Linked DNA regions of Mus musculus: all the other regions are linked to region 1. A link is a contact called in public HiChIP or PLAC-seq and promoter capture Hi-C data. All regions are on one chromosome and are shown on one strand. Each heading gives the region's core, a stretch centred on a gene start, on an enhancer-like site or on the middle of the called end of the contact. The rest is flanking DNA. Distances are from core to core; before and after follow the strand shown.

Region 1 (4,144 bases), core at 969-3,468:
TCCAGAATGCCAGGATTAAAGGTTTGTGCTACTGTACCTGGCTGAACTCATCTTAAGATTTTCTCCGAGCCTTGAAACTGGTAGCTCTGCTGTCACTGTGAGCAGGAGCCATGCCCTCACAGCAGCGTGGCGGGTCCCAGTCATACAGAACAGGTCATGCACAAGGCAGGACTGCAAGAGACATGGCAGTATCCTGTTGTCTACCCCAGCTGTCTAGCATTGTCTACCTGACAAGATTAGTTTGTTGGCACGTTTTAAAACACAGCTGTGAATGACAGGGTTCCAGGATCTTTTCCACAGCTTCCCCATTCGCAAGGTCTTTTATACAAAGCTGTCCATGTTTGTGGCCCCTAGGATTCCGTGTTTTTCTTAGTTACTGGGGTCCTCTGTTTTCTGCGTTCTTCTGCTCTCAGGTTGTCAGGGAGTTTCGTTTTCTTGGGTTTCAAAAATAACCCCTTGTTTGCCCTCTTAATTGTCTTTTCAAGGTGGAATGACCTTTGCCCTTCTCATTTGCCTTTTTACACCACAGTGTCCTATCTTTTCACTGTGCTGGCATCTGCTCTAAGGGCACACCAGCCGAGCCACTGGACAGCAGCAAGCGGGCATGGTACCACTGCTGCAAGTGGGGACAGTTCTGCCAGCTCCCAGGAATGGAATGCTGTGAACTGAAGTCCTTGGAGAACCACACTAGGTATTCTTAGCAGGCACTCAAAACCAGAGAACCAAAGGTCACCTCAGCATAAAAAACCACCACTGACAAACTACAAAGCCACCGTGTTCCCAAGGAATGAACCACAAAGAACAGCTTCCACACCGATTCGTAGCATTTATTGACATTTCCATTTTAAAATCCTAGGAAAGCTGTAAAAATTGTAAACATGGGAACCAAACACTTGCATAAATTATTTCCAAACTCTACAGCACATTAGAAAACAGTGCAGCTAATTGAAGGGTAGAAACGTAACTGACAAACAGAAGGGCAGGCTCAGTCACTAAATCACACACCCATACCAGGCTTTAAGTGCCCGTTTGAGATCAGCAAACCGTGATTGTCAAGTTGCAGTCTTGATGCCACAGGTGGCCCAATTCCTTCTGCGGTTTTGTATAGTAACACGAATCGCCTAGCACGAGGGTGCAGAAAGTCAGAGCATGGACCTCAACCGAGTCAGAGACAAGCTGGCATCCTGGAGCAGCCTGGCAGAGCAAGCTTCCCTGATAACCCTACTCCTGTCTCCCTCCTCTCTGCTCCACAGTGCGCTGTGCAGAGATGGGAGCAAAGCCCAGAGCCTTTCTCTTAACCGTTTCAGAACCAGCGCCCTGGTGCTCGGCATGACTGAGTTAATGACCAGAACTCTTGGTTCCTCTAGCACCTCCTGTTTCTTTCCTTACCACCGTGACAGAACTTTAAAGTCTGGCTTTAACTTAGCCCTGTAACGGCGCATTTGGGAGTCAAGTCATGAGTACTTGATATCTGGTGGGCATGAGAAAAGACATCGGTGATCCTCCATGTAATCCCTGGAAGTGGCCCTGGAGCAGGGAAACACAGGAGGAGGCAAAGCAGGCAGCCTGCATTGTGACCTGTCCAGTGGGACACCAACCTGGGAGGAGCATATCAGACACAGACATTCATTGCTCCCCTTGCGTCCTGGCTGGCTCTCAACCGTGTTCCCAAAGGCATTTACTATTCTCTTTCTACACGTCAATGCTGCTGTGTGTTCTTAAGATAATTGCTGAGTGTCCTGTTACACACACAGGCGTGAATTAACACTGTACCGTGACGTTTCAGTTTTCAAGTCTTTTTAACATGGACAAAAGAATTCCAGTTTAGACACCCACAATCACCACCAACCCCTTCCAGCACCCTCCCCCACAAAATAAGCCACCTGAAATGTGCCCGTTCTTGTTTACGAGGTGATGAGTGTAAGCCTATATACTTCATGGGAAGTAGAAACCCTCTCACCTGTTCCAGGAATGCCTGCAATGGGCTGGACTAAATGACGACGTTCAGTGGACTGTCCCACACAGACGTATTTGTGCTCATGGGTGTAGAAGCAGCCTTCCTTGTACTCCCACCTGGACCAGATGTGGACAAGCAGGCTCTGATGACTTTGGAGGTAGAAATGACATGGCGAGGACTCTGCTAGTGGGAAACTTAGTGTGTACTATGACAGGAACACTCTGTCCTGCTCCTAGAACCTTGACCCAACATCTTTCTAAGTGTCTGATTCCCACCTAAGAATCCAGGATGAAAGGGCCAAGGGAGGCCTAAGGAATGATTAACTTGTGAAGTCCTGCCAACGTAGACTAGTGTCCTGGGGACTGGCTTGGTTACTGGAACACTCACCAAGATCTGAAATAGCAGTGAACACTCTGTATACAAGAAAGCAGGGAATTACTGGTTTTGGCTGGAAGCCTTCCAGGCACACTTGCACCTGTGCTTTGGGTCACTGGCCTCATGCCTTCAAAAATTCTGCTTGGCAAAATCCTACTGCTTAAAAGTCACGTGCCATCAAAATCAACACAAACTCCGAAAGTAAATTAAAAACTGGAGGAAAAAATGGAGGTATAGATGATGAAGCCCGATGTAACTTATCCACAACCTGCTGTAACCAAGGAGGCTCAAGGTCTGCTATAAGCTAAGCTCTGCAAGGCCCAGCTTAGCACCACTCAAGTACTTTAGAGCAGACATCAGCAGTTCCTGGTACTCTGACCTCCCTTTCCCCACACCAGGGCTCTTGCTCAGCGGATCTTCACCAGCCTGGACATTTGCTAGCTCTGTTACTAGACAGGTTCCCTCCCAACACTATTTCTTCTTAAGACCGAAGTCACTTGGACAAAAGACCCAATTCCTAAACCCTTCCCCTGGACAACTGTGAGGCTTATCTAGCGCTGTGGCTTGGGTAACATCAAAGTGGCTTCTGCAGCTGGCTTCTGCCCTAAAGACTCATCAATCCCAAACATGTAATTTCTTTGACTTCTGAATATTCAACACACCTGTGCCTTTTGCATTTTATGGGTATCTAAGCCACCCTGCTTATCTATAGCATCCATCTTTTATACCTGTCTGTACTATCCAGCTTAGATTCTAAAATCTCTTGGAAGTCAGGACTCATGTCTGCTGACTCATCTAGTGTCAGGAAGTTGGGAGCAAAAAAAGAAAAAAAAAAAAAAAAGATGCTTCACAGGTGACCTCTGAAACTGACAGAGGACCTGGTAAGTTTGAAACAACACAGCAGTAGGAGGAGTCACATGGGGCTTTGCTCTCATTTGTCTTGCTCTGATTACTGATGGGTGAACCCAGCCACTGGTAGATCACACATCACCCATGGCAGGACATCTACACAGAAAGCCTCTGACATGCTCACAGTGACCGAGGCGCCCTCCTCAAGGGTTGTTTTCAAGTAGGATCACACCTGATTTTTAGAAGCAGAGATCATATGAGGTGTCAGGTCGGGGAGGTTATGGTCTTGTTAACAAGAATGACATACAGAAGGAATCGGACACATGAAATCAGCAACAAAGGAGACTGCAAAAAAGCACTTCTCCAAGCACTCTGTCCTAAAAATGCTGACTTAAATTTGCAGTTTGTGTTTCTCAACAGAACTTCTAAAATTAGAAGGAAAGGACAGACATTAAACTTAACTTTCATTTTGGAGCACTTTAATAATTAATACATGTTGAGGACGACGTTTTTTAGGGGAGCACACTGGATGATTGACTGGACGCCTGCAGGACGTGGCATGTTTCACAGCAGTTTAAGGATGGTCAACCTGCTGTGCCAGTTGTTTAGGGGAAATGAGTGCAAACTGAGTGTGCTTTAAATAACCAACAACTAACTGAGCACTGGCGCCCCCACAGAGCCTGCATGCCACACTCCACTCCACCTTTGGTTGTGACACCCTTTAAAGTTGTATCTGTTCTAAGAGTAAAAATACAGGTAGAATCCCTTCATCATTTCAAAGGCATCAAAATTGCTGTTTTTGTTGTATCCTCTGACACCGAGGCTCATTTTGGCATTGTACAAAGGAGGTACCATTAGGATGCTTGATGTCCAAAACATTCATGACATAAGGTGAGAAAGAGCCATTTATTCTGTGTGTTGATTTGCATTCATCACACAATGTCATACTAAAACTCTGCCTGG
Region 2 (4,144 bases), core at 608-3,107, 510 kb before region 1:
ACCAAAAGCTACGCCAATGCCCATGATCTGTGCTGCCATTTGAAGCCGTGTTGATGACTAGGGGGTCAGGCTGTCACCAGTGACTGAGTTATTGCCCATGGCCCATACTGCCGCTGGCGACCCGTGTGTCTGTGGCACATGCCACATGTCAGAGGCCATGGTCCATGGACCATGCTGTAGACAGAAACCATGTGGAACCACCACATGGGTGCTCATCTCTCATATTTGGTTCTGGAGTAAACAGAGCCCCATGCCTCTGCTTACAAAGGTAATTACGAAGGACGGCTGTACGCTCACAGTTGAAAAAAAAGAGCCATAGAAGGCTTCTGTGAGAACACCCCTATTCCTCCACCTCTTCACTGCCTCCCCCACCCCAAGCAGTATCTTAGACAGGAAGCTATTGACGAGAACTATTAAAAGTTGTGATAAAGATGATGAAGTGGGGTTAGGGGTGGAGAAGGACTCACTGTTTTTTAAGGGGCTGGCCACTAGGGGTTTGACCATGCTCCAGTGAGTATATGGACAACACAAATTAGACTTTTCTTCCTTCCTTCCTTCCTTCCTTCCTTCCTTCCTTCCTTCCTTCCTTCCTTCCTTCCTTCCCTCCCTCCCTCCCTCCCTCCCTCCCTCCCTCCCTCCCTCCTTCCTTCCTTCCTTTCTTTTTTGTGGAGAGGAGGAAGACCACCAGGGGTGGTGGACCTGGGAGGCCTGAGAAGTAAGGGTAATCAGGTGCATTATGTGAAATTCCCAAACAATCAACAACAACAAAAATTAGGTGGAAAAAGAAGAAAGTTTACTCCAGAACCAAATATGAGAGATGAGCACCCGTGTGGTGGTTTGAATAAGAATGGCCTCCATGAGGTGGCTGTTTAGTGCCCAGTTTGTGGAACTGCTGAAGAAGGGTTAGGAGGTGTACCCTTATTGGAAGAGGCCTGTCATGGAGGCCTCATGCCAGGCCCAGTCTCCCTCTCTGCCTGCTGCTAATGGATCAGATAGAAACTCTCAGCTACTCCTGAAGCAGCTCAACGGCCAGCTGGCTGCCATGTTCCACACCATGATAGCCGTGGACTAATCCTTGAAAATGTAAGCAAGCGCCCAGTTAAATGCTTTCTTTTATAAGCTGCCTTGGTCATAACGTCTCTTCAAGGCAACAGAATGATAATTAAGACAGCAAGGGAACACAGATTTAGGTTACCCCAAATTCAAGTTTCCAACATGGAAGCAGTCTTAGGAAGTTTTTTATAGTAACAGAACAACAACAACAACAGAAAAATCATAATCCAAGGCACTTTTCAAATTGATTGGTAGAAATATCAAAGAAGCAGTTTATAGCCAAGAAAGAAGTTCAGAGGCATGCTGTCTGGTGAGATGCTTAGCTCCTGGGTAGGTAGAAACTAATGGTCAGCTAAGGGAATGCATTCCAAGGGGTTTTTATCTATTAGTCCTGGGATGTTAGGTCACATGCAGAAGTGGGCCAAGAATGTCTATTTATGGGGCTAAAGACAGGCCAAGATAAATTGCAACTCAGTCCTTGACCTGCACTATTCTAATCTCTCTGTGGTTTCTGGAAGCTCTAATCAACCCAGCAGAAGAATCAATTGGAGATTTCTGGGAACTTTCCTTCACACACACACACACACACACACACACACACACACACACGCTCACTGGTCTCTCGACCTTTAGGGATTCTCCTGGTTCTACCACTCAGTAGCACGTTACTGCAGCCAGCTCTGTGTGGGTTCTGGAAATCCAAACCCAGGTCCTCGTGCTTGGGTGGCAAGTGCTCTACTCTAAGCCATTTACCTCTAAGTCCACACCTCATAAGTGTCAGCATGTGTTTGTTATGTCATTCAACAACAACATGAGTAAATGGGGCGGGGTGTTCCTGACAGTTTGCTCCCAGGGCAGGTTTAGATTTACCAAACACGGTGGTGTTTGCCTTAATCATAGCTTAAATTGACCTTCCCAGTCTCTGCATTTACCAGGAGTTACTCACAAGCCAGAAGCTGCTGGCTCAGAGGACTAACCCCAGGCTTGCCTACCTCTCTAATACGTTCAGATACGTTGACTTATAGACCTCCATTCTTGACATTATTTTTGTCTATGTCCATCTGTGACTAAATTCCACTCCTTGTATAAGAACACCAGTCTAAGATTAGAGTGCTGGGTACAATATGACCTCTTCTATCCCAAAGTCCCAGAGATCCTAAGATATTTCTTCTCTGACCATATTCACACCAGGGGTAAAGGCGTGGCATCAACGTATGGTTTTAGGAGATGCAGTTCAACCCGCACTTCCCCAGCTAGTCAATCACTCTGTTCCAGCACACTTCTCCCTTCTGTGTCCTTCTAACCTTCAACTTAGTCTGCTTCACTGAAGTCAAACTATGCTATTCTCAATAGAACTATACTCGGAAACACTTCTTTTGAATACAAACAACCTAGACTCATAATGTCCGAGGAAAACCACATATCCAAGGGTGCCGGCCTAGTTCCTCTGAGAAGGAAGTGTTTGATAGCTGCCTATCAGATTTGATCTCTGAATGGTCTAATGAGCCCAGTACTTGAACGTCAAAAGAATAAAATCGTGCGAGTGAAGGAAGCATAGAGTTTGTGACCAGAAAACCCAATTATAGCACAGCTACTCAGGGAAAAACTGGGACCAACACAGCTCTAGCAAATCTAGTGTGTATCGTCTGCATGATGCCCCAGCTTAAAGCTCCACCAACGACCCAAATTTAATTCCCACCCTTAAGGCAGTCCTAGAGTACACCCAAAACTATGTCTTTGATTAAATGGAAATTCTTGGGAATAAGGAAGAAGAGGAAGAAGAGGAGGTAAGAAAATAGGAAATGGGGGGAATAGAAAAGAATCCCTCTTAACCATCATTAAACAGACATGGGAGTTGGGAGTGTGGTCCCTGAGACAAACCATGGGAAGACAGTCATTGGCAGTTCCAGTCTGGTTTTAAGCTATTTTGGCTGTTACTGGGTAAGTCATAAGGCCCATAGTGAATTCCCAGGCTTTTGCATTTAAATGGGAGTAGACAGTACATGGCTTTCACTTCAGTGCATTGGGTTGGTCATGTGTTATGATTAGTTCATGCTTGACCCTCCTGGGGAATGTTTTCAGAATGACAGAACATTTCATTCTCAGAGATGTCTCTGGGGTTCAAGGAGATCTAATCTGCATATTTACAGGGCCTCTGGTGACCTAGCCAGCAGCTTAAGATGGCTCCTTCTCTTTTGTAGGAGGGCTGTTATTGTTACTCCAGCTGCACTTGGGTAATGACGCCCACCTTTGCACTCTAAACATAGAATGAGAGAGCAATTAATAGAATTTAATCACAGCAAAAGAAAACCCTACTTTAAAAAAAAATCATCTTGCTTCAGAATAATATAGTTGTGCTCTGTGAACCAAAAATTTTAGACTTAATTTAACCTTAATCCTTAGCAATAGAATGCCATTTTTCTATAAACCTAGCACTTAGGAGACTATCATGAGTTCCAGGCCAGCCTAGGCTATAGTGGAAAGTCCTGTCTTACAAGCACAAGGACATGAGTTCAATTCTCAGAAACTGTTTAAAATAAGAGAGAGATGGTGGCACATGCTTGTAGTCTTAGTGCTAAAAAGGTAAACAGAGGCAGAATGCCTCCCTAGGTATTGTTGGACATCAATCTTATACTACTCAGTACATTCATGGCCAGCAAATGGATGGGCATGGTGACTCGTGCCCATAATTATCAGCACTTGGAAGAAGAAGGTGACATGATCGTAAAGTCCAAGATTGTCACCTTCAGGCAACATAGCAATTTTGATGTCAGCCTGGGATAAACCAGGATGCAAGAGACCCTGTGTCAACTCAAGCTAAACAGAAGTGATTTTCTCAGCCTATCATAATCTTTGTGCAAACAGATTAACTTCTGACCAAACTGTTGTGAGAATAACTGGTTTCTTATGCCAAAACACTCATGGGACCCAGAATCTGAATGTCAGCAAATCTACCCTAAACAGAAGAGCGGAATGCAGATTCTATTCCTTGCTTCTGCTATCACAGTGAGGCTTGTAATAAGAAAGTGTGACTCACACTCAATAGCCAACAATCCTTCCTCAAATTCACAGGGCTAATGAACTTCAGGCA
Region 3 (4,144 bases), core at 1,131-3,630, 450 kb before region 1:
CAATCTACTCATGGGGGAATTTCTTATCTCATATTTCAAGACTTCCTTCACTGGGGGAACTTAAAGTCTACCCTCTCTTTATAAGTACTCTCTGACAAACCAAAGCATAATTCTATCAAACCTCCCACTGGGGAGCAGTGAGTGTATTAAACTTATGTATAGAGCATGGATGAGGGGTTACTGGACAAAACATGGATGACTCCAAAGAAGCTACATGAAACAATCTATACCCAGCATGGAGAGTGGTTTCCCAATGGCTACATAAATAGAATCTCCTCACTCAGCCTTCTCCAGCCTGTATACCCCAGCACTTTCTAAAGAGCCAAAACCCTGAGCAATTAGTCAAGAAGTGTATACAAATGGCTAAGAGGAGTGGCTGAAAATCCAGTGAGGGGTCTACAGATCCTCCCTAACCTCTCCTTCTATAATAATTCATAAGCTAAATCTCATGATGGACTCTTGTACGTAGGCTCTGATCTTGTGCAGATGGCTGCTATTTTTGCTCCCAGGACCACGTTCTACAACACAAGGTCATTTGTCTACACTTAGCATCTCCCCTTAGGACACAAGAGCTCTGGTAAGATCTAGGCTATCATCTCTTGTTTTGGTTCCTCTGGGAACTGAGGGGAGGCTAAAGAAAAGACTGATTAAATGGATTCAGATTTCTGATACAAATCATTAGCTAAACTAGCAGCTAGCAAACTGTGAATTGATTCAAGCTCTGAGCCTGGAAATCTAAAAGGTCTTTTGGAGGGGCTTAGGGATTGCAGTTTAGCAGACACAGGTTCAGACATCAGTGATGAGTGTGACAAAGGAGACAGACAACGTCTGGGATCAGATAGGCCTGAAGTACTAATTCATTGCAAAAATTCTTTCTTTCAAAATGAGACTTCTATGGGGGTTAAAAAAAATAACAGGGGTGGGAAATAAACTAAAAACGGTGTGTTTCCAATACCAACATGCTCAGATAGGCAGAAGTTAACCAGGTACTAGGTCCTGGCTCCAGAGTTACCTCTTTCCCTAGAGCCTTTAGTTTATCTTAGAGTGGAAAATTACAGTTGGTTCTAGGCTGAGGCCAGTAAAATACCAGGGAGGGACTCTCCACCCCCAGGATATACATTACATAAGGCTCAGTGTCCTTGGAATGTGGGAGAAAACAAAATGTCATTGAAATGAATAAGACCAAGGAACTTAGGCAGGAGAGTATACCAGGGAAGACCAACCTACTCAGCCTATGGGAAGAGGGAGCAGGGATTTGCAATTAGGGCTATCAAAACGAATGTTTGACCACCTTGCAGGTTGACAAAATAAATTCTGCTTTGGCTACTTTGAGTCTTTGGTGCTCCTTATTAAGAAGTAGTTTTAAAAAGACAAAACAACTATTTTTATATATTTGATTAACATAAGCTTTTAAAATTCTATTTACTCTACTTTATTTATTTTTGAGACAGTGTCTCTCAATATAGCCCTGACTGTCTTAGCACTCACTATGTAGACCTCAAAGAACCATCTGCCTCTGTCTCCCAAGTGCTGGGATTAAAGGTGTGTGCTGCCACTACCATGCCTGGCAGCTTTTTAATGTAATATAGCTTAGATTGTCAATTTAATAATTCATGCTCACTGGTTCCTATTTAAGAGTGTTTTCCTGGTCATAAAGATTCATGCCGGGCGTGGTGGTGCACGCCTTTAATCCCAGCACCCTGGAGGCAGAGGCAGGCAGATTTCTGAGTTTGAGGCCAGCCTGGTCTACAAAGTGAGTTCCAGGACAGCCAGGGCTACACAGAGAGACCCTATCTTAAAAAAAACAAACAAACAAACAAAACAAAAACAAAAAAAGATTAAGATTCACACTTATACTTTTATTTTCAGGATTAGGGGGAGAGGGGCCTCATGTAGCCTAGGATAGCCTCGAACTCACTATGAAGCAGATGATGACCCTTCTTCTTCTATCTCCTAAATACTGGGATTATGGGTATGATTACCATGTTTAGCTCTGCTCAGCCCATCTCTTTTTTAAAGTGCTTGTGTGTGTGTGTGTGTGTGTGTGAACATGTGAACACACGCCACAGCACACAGTGGAAGTCAGAGGACACACAACTTTCAAGAGTCAATTCTCTCCTTTCACCATAGGTTCTGGGGTTTGAACTCAAGTCAGCAGACTTTTACAGGAAGTTTTCACTCACTGAACCATTCTGCCACCCCAAGCTTCTGAAACTGGATGTCAGGACCCATAACTCAATGTAGGATCATAAAAAAACTTGTCAAGAGTAAAAAATCTCTTAATAAACAATTACCAGATAATGAATCCAAGGAACGGGTAGAGCTTCACTGTCACCATAGCATTGCTTCTGACACACATGGACTCTGGACTGCATGCCTCCAACCAATGAACACTGCCTGATGTTACCTGGCACCACGAAAATAAACAAAACATTTGGCTGTGCAAAAGCCCTTGATGAGATAATGAAATCCAAGTCTGGAACAAGTTTTCTTAATCACCTAACAACCTGTGTTACGTTAGTTGGTGTTCTATTGCCAGGAAGAGACACCATGTCCACAGCAACTCTTATAAAAGAAAGCATTTAACTAGGGCTGGCTTATAGTTTCAGAGGTTTAGCTCATTATCATCATGGTGGAAAGCACAGTGGCTCACAAAGTACTGGAAAAGTGTCTCAGATTTCTACATCTGGATAAAGAGGTATCAGGAAGTGGGACATTCCAGGCTTTGGATAGACATTTTGAAACCTCAAATCCTATCCAGAGTGACACACTTTCTAATCCTTCTAATCTTTCAATCCAACAAAGCCACATCTCCTAATCCTTCTAATTCTTTCAAATAGTGCAACTCCCTGGTAACGACGTATTCAATTCTATGAGTTTTTGAGGGTCATTCTCATTCAAACCACCACACCACATTTTCCCTCGTCTACCACAAAGGTATGTATGCTGGTATGGATGGGAATGGCTTCCATAGACTTATGTGTTTGAATACATGGCTCATAAGGACTGGCACTATTAGGACAGTGGCCTTGTTGGAGGAAGTGGGTTACTGTGTGGGCAGGCTTTAAGGTCTCATATGCTCAAGCTATGCCTAGTGCAGCACACAGTTTCCTTCTGCTGCCTGAAGATCAAAATGAAGAACTCTCAGCTCCTTTACCAGCAGCAAATCTGCCTGCACACCACCATATTTCCCACTATGGTGATAATGGACTAAACCTTCAAACTGCAAACCAGTTCCAGTTAAATGTTTTTCTTTATAAGAGTTGCAATGGTCATGGTGTCTCTTTACAACAATAGAGCCAATGTGTGTGGAGTGGGGCACATGAAAACTTGATTCATAGTTTATTTAGTTAAATTTGAAATTGGAACTGTGTGGTGGTTTGAATATGTTTGTCCCAAGGACTTGCACTACTAGAAGGTGCAACCTGGTTGGAGTAGGTGTATCTTTGTTGGAGGAAGAGTATCACTGTGCAGGTGGGGGTTGAGACCCTCCTCCTAGCTGCCCATAAGACAATCTGCTCCTGGTTTACTTTCAGTGAAGATGAAGAGCTCTCAGCTCCTCCAGCACTATGTCTGCCTGCATGCTGTCATGCTTCCTGTCATGATGATAATGGACTAAACCTCTGAAAGTATAAGCCAGCCTGTGATGGTTTGAAAATGCTTGGGTACAGGGTGTAGCACTACTAGGAGGTATAACCTTGTTGGAAGAAGTGTGTTATTGTGGGCATGGGCATTGAGGCCCTCCTCCTAGCTCCCTGGAAGTCAATCTTCTGTCTGTCTTTGGATGAAGATGCAGAACTCTAAGCTCCTCCTGTGTCATGTCTGCCTGAATGCTGCCATGCTCCTGCCTTGATGATGATGGTCTGAACCTCTGAACCTGTAAGCCAGCCCCAACTAAATGGTGTCCTTATAAAAGTTGCCTTGGTCATGGTATCTGTTCACAGCAGTAAAACCTTAAGACACAGCCCCAGTTAAATGTTGTTCTTTATAAAAGTTGGTCATGTGTGTCTCTTCACAACAATGGAAACCTTAACTGAGATAAATTGATACTTTGTTTTATCTTTTTGAAAGAAGATAAAGATCTTTAGATCTTTTACACCCTCTCTTAATTCATTTCTTTTCTTTTCTTTCCTTATTTTTTAGA
Region 4 (4,144 bases), core at 1,165-3,664, 430 kb after region 1:
CGAACCCCCCACCCCCAAAAAAGCAGCAGATGCTTATCTTCTACAGTTATGTGACGGGGAAAGAAAGCAATGCAATTTTTGAACTATATTCAAGTTAATTAGGCTAATGTGTTTTGTAAGGTTTGTTTTGTTTCCCTTCTCTTCCTTCTGAGTATTGGGGATTGGAACCAGGACCTTACCAGCACTAAAGAAGTGATCTACCACTAACCTATATCCTTTTCCTTTTGTTTCCATTCTGAAACAATCTCTGAGTTTCAGGCCAGCTTGGTCTACAGTCAGTTCCAATCCAGTCACAGTTACACGGTGAGAACCTGTCTCAAACAAACAAAATCCACAAACACTTCAACCTAATTACTCAGCATTTTTGTGTACTTTTCTAAGAATGTGTTTCTCATGATAATACTGCATACAGGGTAATAGCGAATCTCTTTAGAACATAGTTTGCAGTTTTCTATTTATATCAATTTCCTTTTTTAAAAAAACATTTTTATGTATTTGATTGTTTTATCTCAATGTATGTGTATATATGTGCTTGGTGTCTTAAAGAAAATATCAATTCTGACATTGGAGTTCGAGGGTTGTGAGCAGTCGAAAGGGTGATGGGATCCAAAGACTTTTAACTTCTAAGACTCTCCAGCTCCCATTGTACAACAATTTTCAAAGGATCTCTGCAAGTAGTTGTTTGGAATTGTTTAGAATTTAGTTTTTGAACCAGACATTGTGGCACATGCCTAAATCTAGAGTAGCTGAGGTAGGATGACAAGTTTCCGGGCAGTTAGAGCTACACAGTTTAAGGAATAAATCATTTGGTCCTTTGTTAGTGTGAGCTGCAATTAGCTAAAGCTGGTTATGGAATCACGGATAAATAGGAGACACTAGGCCCTATGATCCCTACTTGGCAGCTGGCTGCTTGTTTAGGCCCTTGCTATTGATCCTAGGGTTGAAATGTAGCAGGCAGTCGTCTATACAGCTGGGCTCACAAATGGAAGAGGAGCAGGTGCCCACCTTGGGCTTCAAGCACTTCACTGGGTAATATTTGTGTCTTGAACCAGAAGGCTGAGGAATTTGGAGAGAGGGTAATGTTAAAAATTGGGAAGAAGCTGGGTGTGGTGGCGCACGCCTTTAATCCCAGCACTTGGGAGGCAGAGGCAGGTGGATTTCTGAGTTCGAGGCCAGCCTGGTCTACAGAGTGAGTTCCAGGCTACACAGAGAAACCCTGTCTCGAAAAAACCAAAAGTTGGGAAGAAAAAGTGGAGAGAGACGACATGTAATTAAAAAAACAAACAAAAACCCAAACAACAACTAAACAGTTTTATGCTAAGTTGGCAGCTCAGTTTGTCTTTTGTGTCAGGGTGATGCCTAACTTCTGCAGAGGTGAAAAATGTCTCCATTCCTAACCTATGCTGAGTCTCCGGTATTCTCACTTTTTAAGGCTATTTTTCTCATAACATTGACACCCTGTCTCAAAAACAGTACTCTGAATAATTGTGTTTTTTTTTTTTTTTGGCAAGTTGCTGACTAGATAACGTAATTTGCATCGGCTCAGTGCCTAGTTAAACCTTGGAATTGTGATGATTCTTTCATATGATTTTAATATGAAGCTGGCGCTAGTTTGAAGTTTTAGTTCCTCAATGCATGGGCAATTATAATGAAACGGCAAAAAATATCCATAATTTCCCAGTTATTATCTAAAGTTGCGACGTTTCAGCTTAAAAGACTCGCCAGTTTTTTTTTCCTTTTCGAAAACCGGTAAGCAGCCGTGGCCTAAGTATTTCCCGTTGGCTCACTCTGGCCTCAGCCCCACCAGCCTTGAGATTAAGAAATCAACTACGGTTGGAAGGTCGCAGTCAGCAGGGCGTGGGAGTGCAGGGCGACAGTCAGCCAAGAACCCCACGGAAACGCTGCTCTGCATTATGGCCTGTCCCAAGCTCTCACTTTGCCCAGCTCCGAATTCAGACTAGCAGCTTCCAGCTGTCCTAAACGTAGCAGAAGGGGTCGGGAGGCCTGATTTCCACTGTGTTGATTTCGCGGTTTGTTTGCTTTTTCTTTTTCCTGAACCTGACATGTCCCGAACTCGGGCACTGATGAGGGGCAGTGGCCTGAGGATAAGGTTAGGTGTCCTCCGCTCGGGCTCGGGGCTCCCACGGGCTTGCGATTCCGCCAGCATCCGTCGGGAAAGCACTAACCCTGAGAACTTCTGTCGCACTACTTACTGCGACTCGCTCTAAGCTCGGCACTGGCTAATTTGCGGCTGGACGCCAGGGCGGCAAACAGCAAAGGCCTAAGTGACCTGCTGCTTAGACGCCCGGGGCCGAAGAGGCTTCGGAGTAGGCTAAAAAAAAAAAAAAAAAAAAAAAAAAAAAGAGCATCATTCTCGCGAGACTCAGCCTCCGAGAGGGGCGGGGTGAGCAGACGTGAACGCGCTCGGGAGCCGTTAGGGTGGGACCCTTCGTAGGAGGGGCAGGGCGGAGCGCAGCGACGTGGATGGCGATTGGCCGAACCCCCACGGGAAACGACTAGGCGCGAGCTGCGTGCGCGCTCCCGTCGCGGCGGCTGCGAGCCGCGTCAGAGCTCGCTTGCTGGGGGGGGGGGTTGACGGCTTCTGGCGGGTGTTGGTGTCGGGAGGAGGCGAGAGTCGGCTTAGCCTGTGTCGCGTCTGTCTCAGGAACCGGACGGAGAGTGAGGGCACCAGGGCTCACTCTCTAGGGGGGCTGCCATTTTCCGCGTTCACGCCGTCGTGAGGAGCGCAGCCCGGACTCTCCACGACCCCTCCGACTCCCTACTCGCGGGCCTCGAGGCCGCGGCGGCCACCGAGACAGCGCCGCACCTCCCCCACCCCTTCCCCTCGTCCCCCGCCCGCCAGGGCCCGGCCGGTGCCCCACCCCCGCCTGCCTGCCCGCCCGACCGCCCGCCCGCTACGCCGCCGCCATGTCGGCGCAGGCCCAGATGCGCGCTATGCTGGACCAGTTAATGGGCACCTCTCGGGACGGTAAGTCGCTGCCAGAGCCCTGGGGGTGGGGGAGGGGCCGTGCCTGGGGAGGGGGAGGCCTCCGAGGGAGCACTTGGGCGCGCGCGTGCGGCCGAGTAAGGGGTTCCCAGATTGGTAGCGCGAGGTCCCCCCCGTCTCTCTTCCAGTCCAATCAGGGCTTGGCAGGCGGTCTTGGGGGCGGTGACCGTGCGGATTGGCGGGAACTGCTGCCAATGCGGCGAGGCGGGGCCTGGGAGCAGAAAGGGGAGTTTGTGCCTTTTGCTGTTGACTTGGCGGGGTTGGGAGAGCCCAAGTCTGTCTTGGAGTAGTGGGGCGGTCAGTTTGACTATTGATCAGGGACCGGCGGGGCGCTCAGGTCTCCACCCCCAGCTCCAGCTCCTTTCCTCTGGGCTTTCGGATCACCCCTCGCCGCCGTCCTCTAGAGTGTGGAGAGAAACATCCCCTCCCTCCCTGGTCTTAACGAAACCACTACTAACCCCCAGTTCCAGGGACGCTTCGTCGAGCCCTTACAGAATCAACTTTTTTTTTTCGTGTGTGTGGAAAATCTGACCCAAACCATGGTTTCTTAAAGTGGGTGTGTTTGGCCCCATTTTGTAGAAGTGTTTAGGCCTATTTTTTTTTCCCACCGAGAGACCTCCATTTTGTTAGACCACGTATTAGAGACTTCAGTAAATATTGGCAAATTTTACCTGTGCTGAAAACAGAATCATTTTGGATATTTGATGCCCACTGAATTAGAATTGAAGGAAAGGGCTTTTAAAAATACAGTTAGATTAGAATCCTTAGAAAGAGTTATTTACGTGTTTGTTTCTAAAAATGATGAAATGTTGCTTTTGGGGGATAATTAACAATGTACTTTCAAATTAAAGTTCAGCACTTTCTTAAAAAAAAAAAAAAACAAGTCCAAATCCTGACTTGTAAAAACTCGTTTAGGCAAGTTTTTTAGCGATTTAAATGCTTTTTTTTTTTTTTTTTTTTTTTTTTTGGACAAGTTTGGCTTACAAGAAAAGACGTACATAAATTTAGCTTAATTGTAAATCCTGTTGAATTTTCTTGAGTTCTTTGCGGAAAATATGGGAGAAGATAGAACCTATTTCAAATCTTTTTTAGCAATACTTAATACAGCTTTCAGTGTAAGGTTAAGTCCTAATAAAA

The links. Promoter capture Hi-C pulls out the DNA fragments that hold promoters and counts their contacts. HiChIP or PLAC-seq counts read pairs in DNA pulled down with a chosen protein or histone mark.
Region 2: an HNF4G HiChIP or PLAC-seq map of pancreatic cancer cells shows a contact between it and region 1. The contact joins the enhancer-like site here to the promoter of Atp6v0a4 in region 1. A contact is called at or near these places in 2 of 39 promoter capture datasets (the C10 cell line and embryonic stem cells), 1 of 484 Hi-C or Micro-C datasets (liver), 2 of 115 datasets of contacts at active chromatin or transcription factors (embryonic stem cells and pancreatic cancer cells) and 1 of 9 other capture datasets (liver).
Region 3: a promoter capture Hi-C map of liver shows a contact between it and region 1, with 2.5 times the contacts expected there. The contact joins the enhancer-like site here to the promoter of Atp6v0a4 in region 1. A contact is called at or near these places in 6 of 39 promoter capture datasets (the C10 cell line, the HPC-7 cell line, hippocampal neurons and 2 more).
Region 4: a FOXA1 HiChIP or PLAC-seq map of pancreatic cancer cells shows a contact between it and region 1. The contact joins the promoter of Luc7l2 here to the promoter of Atp6v0a4 in region 1. A contact is called at or near these places in 1 of 39 promoter capture datasets (cranial neural crest) and 1 of 115 datasets of contacts at active chromatin or transcription factors (pancreatic cancer cells).

What each region holds. Positions count from the first base shown.
Region 1 is chr6:38,122,368-38,126,511 of GRCm38.p6, forward strand. Atp6v0a4 (ATPase, H+ transporting, lysosomal V0 subunit A4) reads right to left here and starts at 2,219. Exons shown (of 21, transcript NM_080467.3): 1 at 1,961-2,219. It overlaps D630045J12Rik (RIKEN cDNA D630045J12 gene), which reads right to left. Exons shown (of 20, transcript NM_194061.3): 20 at 807-4,144.
Region 2 is chr6:37,611,229-37,615,372 of GRCm38.p6, forward strand. No RefSeq gene overlaps it. Among named protein-coding and RNA genes, the nearest start is that of Gm33429, 82 kb to the left of the region's middle. Within about 2 kb of position 1,858, at least 19 of the 459 cell types and tissues checked have an H3K27ac peak or open chromatin away from gene starts, as enhancers often do. A contact at or near this core is called in pancreatic cancer cells, where this site is marked.
Region 3 is chr6:37,668,486-37,672,629 of GRCm38.p6, forward strand. No RefSeq gene overlaps it. Among named protein-coding and RNA genes, the nearest start is that of Gm38791, 44 kb to the right of the region's middle. Within about 2 kb of position 2,381, at least 14 of the 459 cell types and tissues checked have an H3K27ac peak or open chromatin away from gene starts, as enhancers often do. A contact at or near this core is called in liver, where this site is marked.
Region 4 is chr6:38,548,920-38,553,063 of GRCm38.p6, forward strand. Luc7l2 (LUC7-like 2 (S. cerevisiae)) reads left to right here and starts at 2,415. Exons shown (of 10, transcript NM_138680.3): 1 at 2,415-2,989. The coding sequence starts at 2,929.